2 separate regions of the Drosophila melanogaster genome follow, and region 1 is linked to region 2. A link is a contact called in public Hi-C data. All regions are on one chromosome and are shown on one strand. The core of a region is the stretch at or near the end of the contact, and the rest is flanking DNA. Distances in the headings are between cores, read along the strand shown.

Region 1 (4,592 bases), core at 62-2,561, 240 kb after region 2:
CCACTTGCTTATCAGTCGACGACTTTGCACCACAGGGGCGGTCAATGGATGCAGCCATCCATAAATCACGAGAGCCAAAACCGGCGAGATAAGCAGTGGCATTTGGGTTATGGGTAGGGCCATCTGGACAAACACAGGGGCGTTACTCATCGGTTGCAAGCGGATGCAACGCTGTAGGGGAAGTTTAAGAATAGCTGACCCATATTAGAATGGCTCAATTAAAGTAGCTCCATTGTGAAAAATACTGCAGTATAATTTTATAACTAAAATTCTAATAAAAAACAATCAATCAATAATTATGTTTACAACTAAAAAGCATTGGGTTCATAAAATGAAGCTTCAAAAGAAAAAAATTACCTCTAAAATATTTTAACTATAATAATCACCTAATATACATAAATATAAATTGTATTGCATTTATAATGAACAAATTAAGATAAATTGTAGTAGCAATATGAATTCTAATAATTTACATAACATTTTCTGAGTTTTAGCGAATATTAGAAAATCTTATAAAATCAAATAACGTTTTTTTTTACAAATTATTAATTTTAATATATTTTGGTACAATAACTTAACTAAGTAGTTAACATTTTCAACTTAAAGCCATCAATTTTCCAGCTTTACAGTCGCAAGGCAATAAAAACATAAACTACCGAAAAGATATCGTTCAGCACATATCTTTACGATGCTCCATAAACTCGCATGGGTTTTATAAGCACGATATCATTGTGCATAAAGCGATTTAAGTTTCTTAAAATCGCAAATGCCACATGACCTTGAATTCGGTGCAACAAGAACAACAAGTGGGTCGTTGACCGACTCGCAGCATTCGAAACCGAAAAGTGGATAAACATCTAATTTACCCATTTTCAATTGGATTTGACTGGACACTCGATATGTAGAAATATTATGCAAATTCTATATTCTCTATTTTTAGACTCTTTGTTCGCGATTTCTTCGTTTGCAAAGCGTTTTTTGCACATTTTCTGCCTTTTTATTCGCTCACCTTTTTGAAGCGGGCGCTGCTGTAGGTGCGAGCGAGATGGTTGCGTATTGCCTGGACGCAGAGCAGCAAACGCATGAAGTGCCTGCTTCAGAAATTGCACAAAAATTTGCCAAAAGTGCCGACGTTTTATTTTTATTTTATTTTGCTGCCAATTTGACTTGCAATTTTTTGCTTGCCGGCTAATAGAGATGTGACTTGCACGACGATAAGTCGATGTCAGCTATCGATAAGTGCAGAACCACTTTTTTCTTTCAGCCTGGCCACCCTGCTGGTGTCGTGGAAGTGTCATCCCTAATGAGAAGTACCACCACTAACTGGAAAGCAAAACAAGCGTCTGGAAAACGGCGCTTAGTTTTTAAAGATTTTAATTGATTGCAGTAAATTGAGTTTAAAATGGCAATTATTATGACTGAATCGAGTTACGAAAGGCGCGTAAAGGCTTTGTACGAAAAACAAATTCACATGGAAGCCCTCGAGGCGAAATTCATCAAAAAGGTCTTTAAATTCAACAGCAATTTGTGTGAGTTGGAATTTATCTCCATATATCTCCATTTCAATTGATATATTTCACTAAATATTTTAGTGGATGTCAAGGAAGCAGCTTCGCGCCATCAGCGGAAAGTGGGAAAGTTGCAAAAAGTGCTCATGGAGCGGCGGGAGGAGTTGGACAAGCGAGTTTCCTTCATAGAGGAACTTGATCGAGAACTGGAGGCCACCAAACTTCACAATTTGGCCATGAAAGATTGGTTTAAACAGCAGAAAATGCTGGCCAAACAGCGCAAAAACGAAATCATGGAAAGGTCAGGGATTAGGTCAAAGATAATCATATTAAGATTTTCTTAGCACGAATGGCTAGCTAATATTTTCCGGGCTCCAATGGGTTCGATCTTGTCCTTATTATACATAAAAATGACTATTCATATTGATTTTTAGTCCATCCAAAACTACTATTGGTACAAATATATGTATATGACAATAATGTATTGTCAACATTTATGGTCTTTACATGCGTACAAGTTGCAGTGAGAGACTAATCAAATACTTTATTTACTTTAACTAAATCTATTAGGAGCATCATCAAAGTCTATAAACTGCAAATAATAGATATAGTTGAGGTCGTGTTCCAAATAACTTATTTAGCTTACATACATAATTTATTTGCATAGCCTCACATGCGCTCTTATTTTTCAAACAAATCCGATTTTAATGCGGTCAGTTTTAAACTTAGTATACTATAATGAGAGCAATGTGTGTTTATTTGTTTTATTTTATAGCATTCACACGCTGTCGAAGACAACAAGAACCTATATAAATCAAGAAGCGCTGCCGGCACGTGTGAAGGGTGTCACTGTACTCCGTGGCGATAAACGCGACCAGTTGATACCCTTTGATCTGAAGGCGACCGATGTGGAAGGACTGGACTCACTGTGTCAGCATCTCGAGAGTCTAAATGTGGACGTGGCGCAGTGGCAGCAGCTTATCTCGCTGGCCATGGACATGGCTATGGAGTCACGTGCTCCCACTACTCCGCCCAAGGAAGCAGACAATTGCAAGTCTATAATCGAGATTGATCTCACATCGCCGATGAGCCACACCTGACTTCCGATTAACTGATTTACTTGGATTAGGGGGAAGACCCTTTTCCAATGGAGCACTTTATTTTAGCATTATAAATAGTTGGCTTCCAATAAAAGCTCAATTGGGAATTCATCTTAACGAATTAAGCATCTTATTATAGCAGTTTTTTAGCCATTTAAGTACTGCTTGTAATTGTTTAAGTGCAGTGTAAATTATACATATATCTCCCAAAATTTTTTTTTTTTTCTTTTTTCTGATATATCATCTTCACTGGAAGCTTAAAAATTTTTAGAGATATCGCCAAAGAAGAGATATCGCGAAAGGCTCCAGTTTAAGTAGTTCCAATTCAAACTTATTCAAATTAAAAACCAGTTATTGAATTTATTTTAAATCAAAAGTCTTCTTATCATATTTAACCAAATTTACAACTTTAGTGATAATTATATCATAAATTTGGTTTAATGAGTTCTCTATTACTATAAGGTTTTATATATATTTCAAATGTTTGGGTAATTTCCTTATAACTATATCAGAACAAGACCTGTTTTATTAAACACCTTTCTTTAAGATTTGTATGATTATCTGAGAGCTTTTGACATGGCGGCCGGTGTTAATCGAGAAATCTCGAAAGTCACAAGCGACTCAGAGTGCCACCGACTAACCGATCTATGAATAAACAGCGATCCATATAGATTGGCGCTGCTCAATTGCTATTGTCCGGCGAAAGTTAGAGCGACCTATCGTGGCTACAAAAACGCAGCCGCACCGCAGCCGCGGATTCAGTTGTTGTCCGGAATCCACGATGATCACGGAAACTCTCCTGACGATCTGCGCGGCGGTGTTCCTCTGCCTTTCGTATCGATATGCAGTGGGTCGACCCTCCGGCTTTCCACCCGGTTCGTTTTATCTGGCTTTGCTGCTCTCTGGGTGGACTCAAGCTTATCGGATTATTCACAGGTCCTCCAAAGATTCCGCTTTTCGGCAGCTACCTCTTCATGTTGATCATCAACTTTAAGTATCTGCACAAGGCGGCTCTGACCCTCAGTCGGTGGTACAAGTCGGATATCATTGGACTGCATGTGGGTCCTTTTCCGGTGGCCGTTGTCCACAGTGCGGATGGAGTGCGCGAGATCCTCAATAATCAGGTGTTCGATGGACGGCCGCAGCTTTTCGTGGCCGCCATGCGCGATCCCGGCCAAGATGTGCGAGGTGAGTCCAATCGTATCGTGCAACGATTGTGGACACTTGTAATGGCGTTGTTGAAATAATAATGGGGTCAATCGTGAATTAATTGTCGCGGCTGACGAACAAAACACGCTTATCGCTCGCAAGCGATTGATACTTGGCGCACTTCACAGTCAAAGAAAGTGAAGTCTTGTCAATCAGTCGTGTTCACACTTATATTTATATATAACTAGCTTGCCCTGCCACCTTGACTGATAAGACCAATGATTGATTGATATTTAATATAACTATTTAATTTTTGCTGCTCTTCGCAGGGATCTTTTTCCAGGATGGCCCCCTGTGGAAGGAGCAACGTCGCTTCATCCTGCGCTACTTAAGAGACTTTGGTTTCGGACGACGATTCGACCAACTGGAGCTGGTCATCCAGGAGCAGTTGAACGACATGCTGGATCTGATCCGCAACGGTCCAAAGTATCCGCATGAGCACGAGATGGTGAAATCCGGAGGATATCGCGTGCTTCTGCCGCTGCTCTTTAATCCCTTCTCGGCCAACGCTCACTTTTACATTGTCTACAATGAGTGCCTGAGTCGCGAGGAAATGGGCAAATTGGTGAAGCTCTGCCAGATGGGCATACAGTTCCAGCGGAATGCGGACGACTACGGCAAAATGTTGAGCATTATACCGTGGATTCGGCACATTTGGCCCGAATGGAGTGGCTACAACAAGCTAAACGAGTCCAACCTATTCGTGCGGCAGTTCTTTGCCGACTTTGTGGATAAGTATTTGGACAGCTACGAAGAGGGTGTGGAGCGCAACTTC
Region 2 (4,786 bases), core at 122-2,621:
ATTAGACTATAGAGTATTGCAGTTAGCAATTTCTTATCTACTATTATTTATAATCAGTAGCTTTGATTTTAATGTAAACTTAAGTACAACGTGCGTGCATTACTTGAATTAAATAAACCGAACCTTTTCTATTAGAGATTATTAGACTCGATGGCGTTAAATATAAACCAATAATACCTCCTGAACTTGTGGCATCTGACTAAGTATAAATTATTTAAAGAGACGCCTCAAGGTAGAAGCCCCAAACCCCAACCTTAACCTTCAGTGTCCCGAATCGCTTCAGTTCCCGCCCCACTTTGCACTTGACTCACTCATACGACCGGTGGGCCCGTTCCGCTTTTGCTCGGATGTCTGTTTGATATATTCAATTATTACACAAAAATTGAAAGTAAAACACGGCAGGCGAATAAATTGGAATATATCACACATGTTTGTGTGTGTGCCCGAGCAACCTTCATAAATATTAACAATTTACTTCAGCTTTGCCAACGAATTACATTTTCCAAGTACCTTCGTGAGCAAAACACACCTGTCGCTCTAACTTTTTTTTTTCTTTTTACTTCGAAAATCGTTAATTAAGAAGGTGGTGCTCTAATTTTTTATCGATGGCGTGTGTCAGAAGTTATTCTTTTTTATCGCAACGCCGACGAGTCGCCTGTAAATCGTTGATAAAACACTAGTAAAACGAATCATTGACCACTAATGACACCTCGAGAAACAAATTATTGGAGGGGCGGGGCTGAGGGCGGTGGCTTGGCTTGCATTTGCACAAGAAAAAACTTGTAGTTGCAGGAAAGGATCTACTTAAATATATTAAGTATCGAAACAAAAAATGTTAAGAATTTGTAATGGTTTTTTATAAATAACTTTTTTATGTAAAATATAATTTCCTAATCTTTCAGTTATTAGTTTTTAGTAACAATAAAAATAAACAAATTAATTACAAACATGTTTGCGCATTAGTAAACACAAACTCTTTGGCCAACTCTCGCATTTTCGAAATCCTCTTTTGCCAATCGCTTGAGTTCAGCTTCAGTTTGTTCACTTTTCCATTTCATTTCTTACCCATTTTCATCGAAATTTGTTATGACATTGCGATCGGCGCAAATGGAACTGGAATTACCCATTTTGGGTTCTAAATTTCAGTTAAATTAGCTCCAGTTAAATAGTTATAGTTAATTATTTGGTAAACGCAAAACTTGTGAACTTTTCTAACGCGAAAATTAACTCAGTTCGCTTGACCACGCGATGTTTCACCGGAATTATTAAAAACAGTTATTAACAAAAATTAAAAAAAGTGTATTTTGAGCTATTGCGCTTGACTTAGCAACTCCGAACCGCCTGAAACTGAATCAAAAACTGAACTCGCGCTGAAATCGCGGCTCTGCGAACACCGGAGGCAACTTGCTAGCAGCGGGCGGCCCAAAGGAGAAGGAGAAGGAGAGTGTCCGGTGCTGCCCTCCCGCTCGCACCCGCACGCAGGCAGCACGCGACATTTGCTCCACTGAGTCACTTTGGTAGGCCCAGACGGCTACAGTGGCCCCTCGCTAAAAAGGATGAAATCTAAAATGCATTTTTAATAGGTTTTTAGTTTATTTCTTATATAAAAATCAATAACTTTAAACACTATTTAACGTTGATATTAGGTAATCTGCTGTTTTATTTAACTATAATTTGTAAATTTTTATGCTTTACAAAAGGACTATACAAAAATGGGTTTGTTTGTATTCTCTTTTTAATTTTAATCTAGCAAGACTTTCATTTCGGGGTTTCACCGTATTTGATTAATCGTTGCAGCCTTAGAGAAGCTTTGGCGCTGAGTTGTACTTCACTTGGAGTCACACAAAACCTGAGCGGTTGGTTAATCGCAGTGACCTCTGGGCGGCACACACAAATGCATGAAGCAATTTGTTGCTGGCCAATTAAAAAATAATAATTTCAGCTTTCAAAGAAGGCAACTCGATTGCTGACCATCGCGTCCCAGTCGGCTGCACTTGGCAAGTGGCGAAGAAAAATTTATAAATCCAATGAATTCCGGGTCATTTCAAATGCACTGAGTTGAAACGATGGGGAAGGGGACTCGGTAGTCGGTGTGGTGGATCCTTAGGCTTTTTTCGCCTTTTGACTCTGATTTTATCACCTAATGATTTTACCGCTGTTTCATTTGTCGCCTGGGTGGCACTCGAATTTTAATTAGATTTGCTTTATTGCACTGCTGTCTGTTGAAATCATAATATATATTGCACTAATGTTCAAAGATCTTGTTCAATTGTGCAAATATGACACACATTAATTACTGGGTTTGGTTTGCTATATCGAATTTATTGTTGAAGTGTCGGCTTGTGTTTACTGTCTAAAATTTGCGAAAGTGTCGTATGAAAAGTTGCAACACGATTTCAATTGCTGCCAGGGTCAATTGTAATTTCAGTTAAGTCAGTAAAAAAAAACCATACGGCGGAATCGTGGCTGCATTAATATTGGTATTATCGACATATACGAGAAAATTGTTGGATTATTGAAGTAAAGTGTGCATATAAAACTAACAAAGAATGTCGCTATACCATTATTAACTTATCTACATATGTATTTTAAAAACCACAGATAACATCGTAGTTTGTTAAAATTTCGATTCATTCTATCTAGTTCATACAATAGTGACCACGAAAGTATCTTAAGGAGGCCAACAATAACAATGATTATACAAGCGAAACTCCAAAAAATACTAAAAACCACTCCGAATGGAAATTTCCAGTTAGAAATTTTTATAATTTATATTTTTTTAAATTCGTTTAACAGAACCATAAAACCTAGCATTGCAAAACATTACTGATAAGTGATAGTTCGCTTAAAATATAATAGATGGCGCTATCGTTAAGCTCTAGATTTGGCCGTTAATTTTAGGCGCTACTGTTAATGTAATAAAAGCTTAAAAGCTTTGTTTGCGTTGGAGTGTTCATAAATAATAACAGATGGCGCCAGCTGCAGTTCTGAAAACGACCGTTATTTATCTATGATTAACGGTTTCTTTTGTATTATACAAATACAAATAATAATAATAATTGTAACAATAACACCTTTTGTTATGAATTACATTATTTCACCATAAATTGGTGGGTCAATTTAGGAATGCATGTTTGTAACCTGCGTTAGAAAATAAAATCAATGACCAATTGATAGTTTGCCATTTTATAATACAACACTCAAACCGCGCGATTGCTATTTTAGAGGTGTGTCAGCTGATTTTCCGAGTCCAGTGCTTTTCACATGCTCAGTTCAACCATGTTTTGCACATATTGCTTTTTCAACTTTTTGCCATTGCAATTTAATAACAACGTGATGAGGGGAGATCCAACGACGTGCAACAAGCAACAAGGCAATTGAGGGCCACTTTTATCATCAAATGATTTTACCCAGCTAAGCCAGCGCAATTTCCACGAAGTTGCATGTGACGGGGATAACACTGAGAAAATAACATAAAAAATCAACATGGGTATTAAGTTACCATATAGCAGATATAGTGGTTTTCTTTTTTAAGGATGTTTTCACATAGAAAGGCTTCCGTTTTTAGTAAGTTTTAAGAGAACCGAAGAACGTGCTGGAATAAATTTCCCAGTGTAAACAAACACAAGGATAGTAGTGAGTGTGTGTGTAGCGATTGCAAAAAAATGCAATTGGTGGATGGCAGTTGGGTGTGTGGGAGCGAAACGGTAATCTATCATAATTTTTATATCCTAAAATCCCATTTTCGTATTAGGGCAAAAATGTCTGAGAGCAAATATAATAAAATGGCCAACACATCGACTTGGCCACCCAGCCGGAAGGTACAAAGGACGCTGGAGAGGAGCTCGCACATTTATGCTCCTTGTCAAAGGATAACACACTCACACTTCTGCCAAGCCAACAGTATGAAATTCCAGCCATCCGCTTGATTTTTCTCTATTTTTTCGATGCGCTCCCCCCACATTTTCCATCTCATTCTTCGCCCGACCATCTGTCTCTTTCTATTTCCCTTTGCTGGCCGCGTTTTATTTTTCAATGGCTGGTCCGGCACAAAAACGTTCGAATGGCCAACAATTTTATGAGTCTCGCGTACACGATCTCACTTGGACTCGGTCTTGGTCTTGGTCTTGGACTTCGTTCCGTGCCGGAAATGTCAAACTGAACAAAAATAAGGGGGATTTGTGGAATAGAAGGTACTCTTACTCAAATCATTAAAGCCATGTACATTTTTATTTCCTTTGAATCCACAAAATATAGTTAAAACAATGGTGAATGAATGAATTTCCGTAGTTTGTAATTTGTTAAAAAATAAAAATAAAAGGGGATACAAATCAATAAGTAACGACCGGAAAAAAAGGCGCTTATCCATGGATTCAAGGCGTATTTACTTTAAAGCCTTAAATGTGCCCTCAAAATTATCAGAAACGCACTAAGAGATGCCAAAGTAAGTTTAAATTAATACGCGTTAACTATTTTTTAATATATGCCGCGGTGGTGTCGGGTAGCGGCAAGTCAATATATTATATATAAATTAAAAACTGAATCGACCGGTAAAAACGCGACGAAGTAATGCGGCAAAAACCCAAACGAGCCAACGTGGCGTATAATTAATTTTTAAATAATAATATAAAAGCAGTCAATAAAAAAGGTACGGACCAATCGCAAAAAAAAAGAAAAAAAATCCGTACGCCATGTTGCCGTTAAAGTAAAATCAAGAATGTATATAGAGCTGGCTGTGGAAAAAGAGGGTTACGCGCACATTAAACCGCTTTAAAAAATCACCGGC

What was found. Hi-C and Micro-C count contacts between places; a contact is called where the count stands out from the background.
Region 1: a contact with region 2 is called in a Hi-C map of the Kc167 cell line, with 1.7 times the contacts expected there. The contact joins the promoter of Spc25 here to the promoter of Men in region 2. A contact is called at or near these places in 5 of 107 Hi-C or Micro-C datasets (the Clone 8 cell line, the Kc167 cell line, the S2 cell line and 1 more) and 2 of 6 datasets of contacts at active chromatin or transcription factors (the Kc167 cell line and the S2 cell line).

Annotation. Positions count from the first base shown.
Region 1 is chr3R:12,960,434-12,965,025 of dm6, forward strand. It overlaps Spc25, which reads left to right and starts at 1,312. Exons shown (of 3, transcript NM_141982.3): 1 at 1,312-1,529; 2 at 1,593-1,809; 3 at 2,284-2,816. The coding sequence starts at 1,403. The coding sequence ends at 2,608. All of the region lies in intron 2 of grsm (granny smith), which reads right to left. It overlaps Cyp304a1 (Cytochrome P450 304a1), which reads left to right and starts at 3,358. Exons shown (of 4, transcript NM_169484.2): 1 at 3,358-3,483; 2 at 3,545-3,796; 3 at 4,087-4,592. The coding sequence starts at 3,390.
Region 2 is chr3R:12,721,071-12,725,856 of dm6, forward strand. Men (Malic enzyme) reads right to left here and starts at 1,372. Exons shown (of 4, transcript NM_080141.4): 1 at 1,066-1,372. The coding sequence starts at 1,127.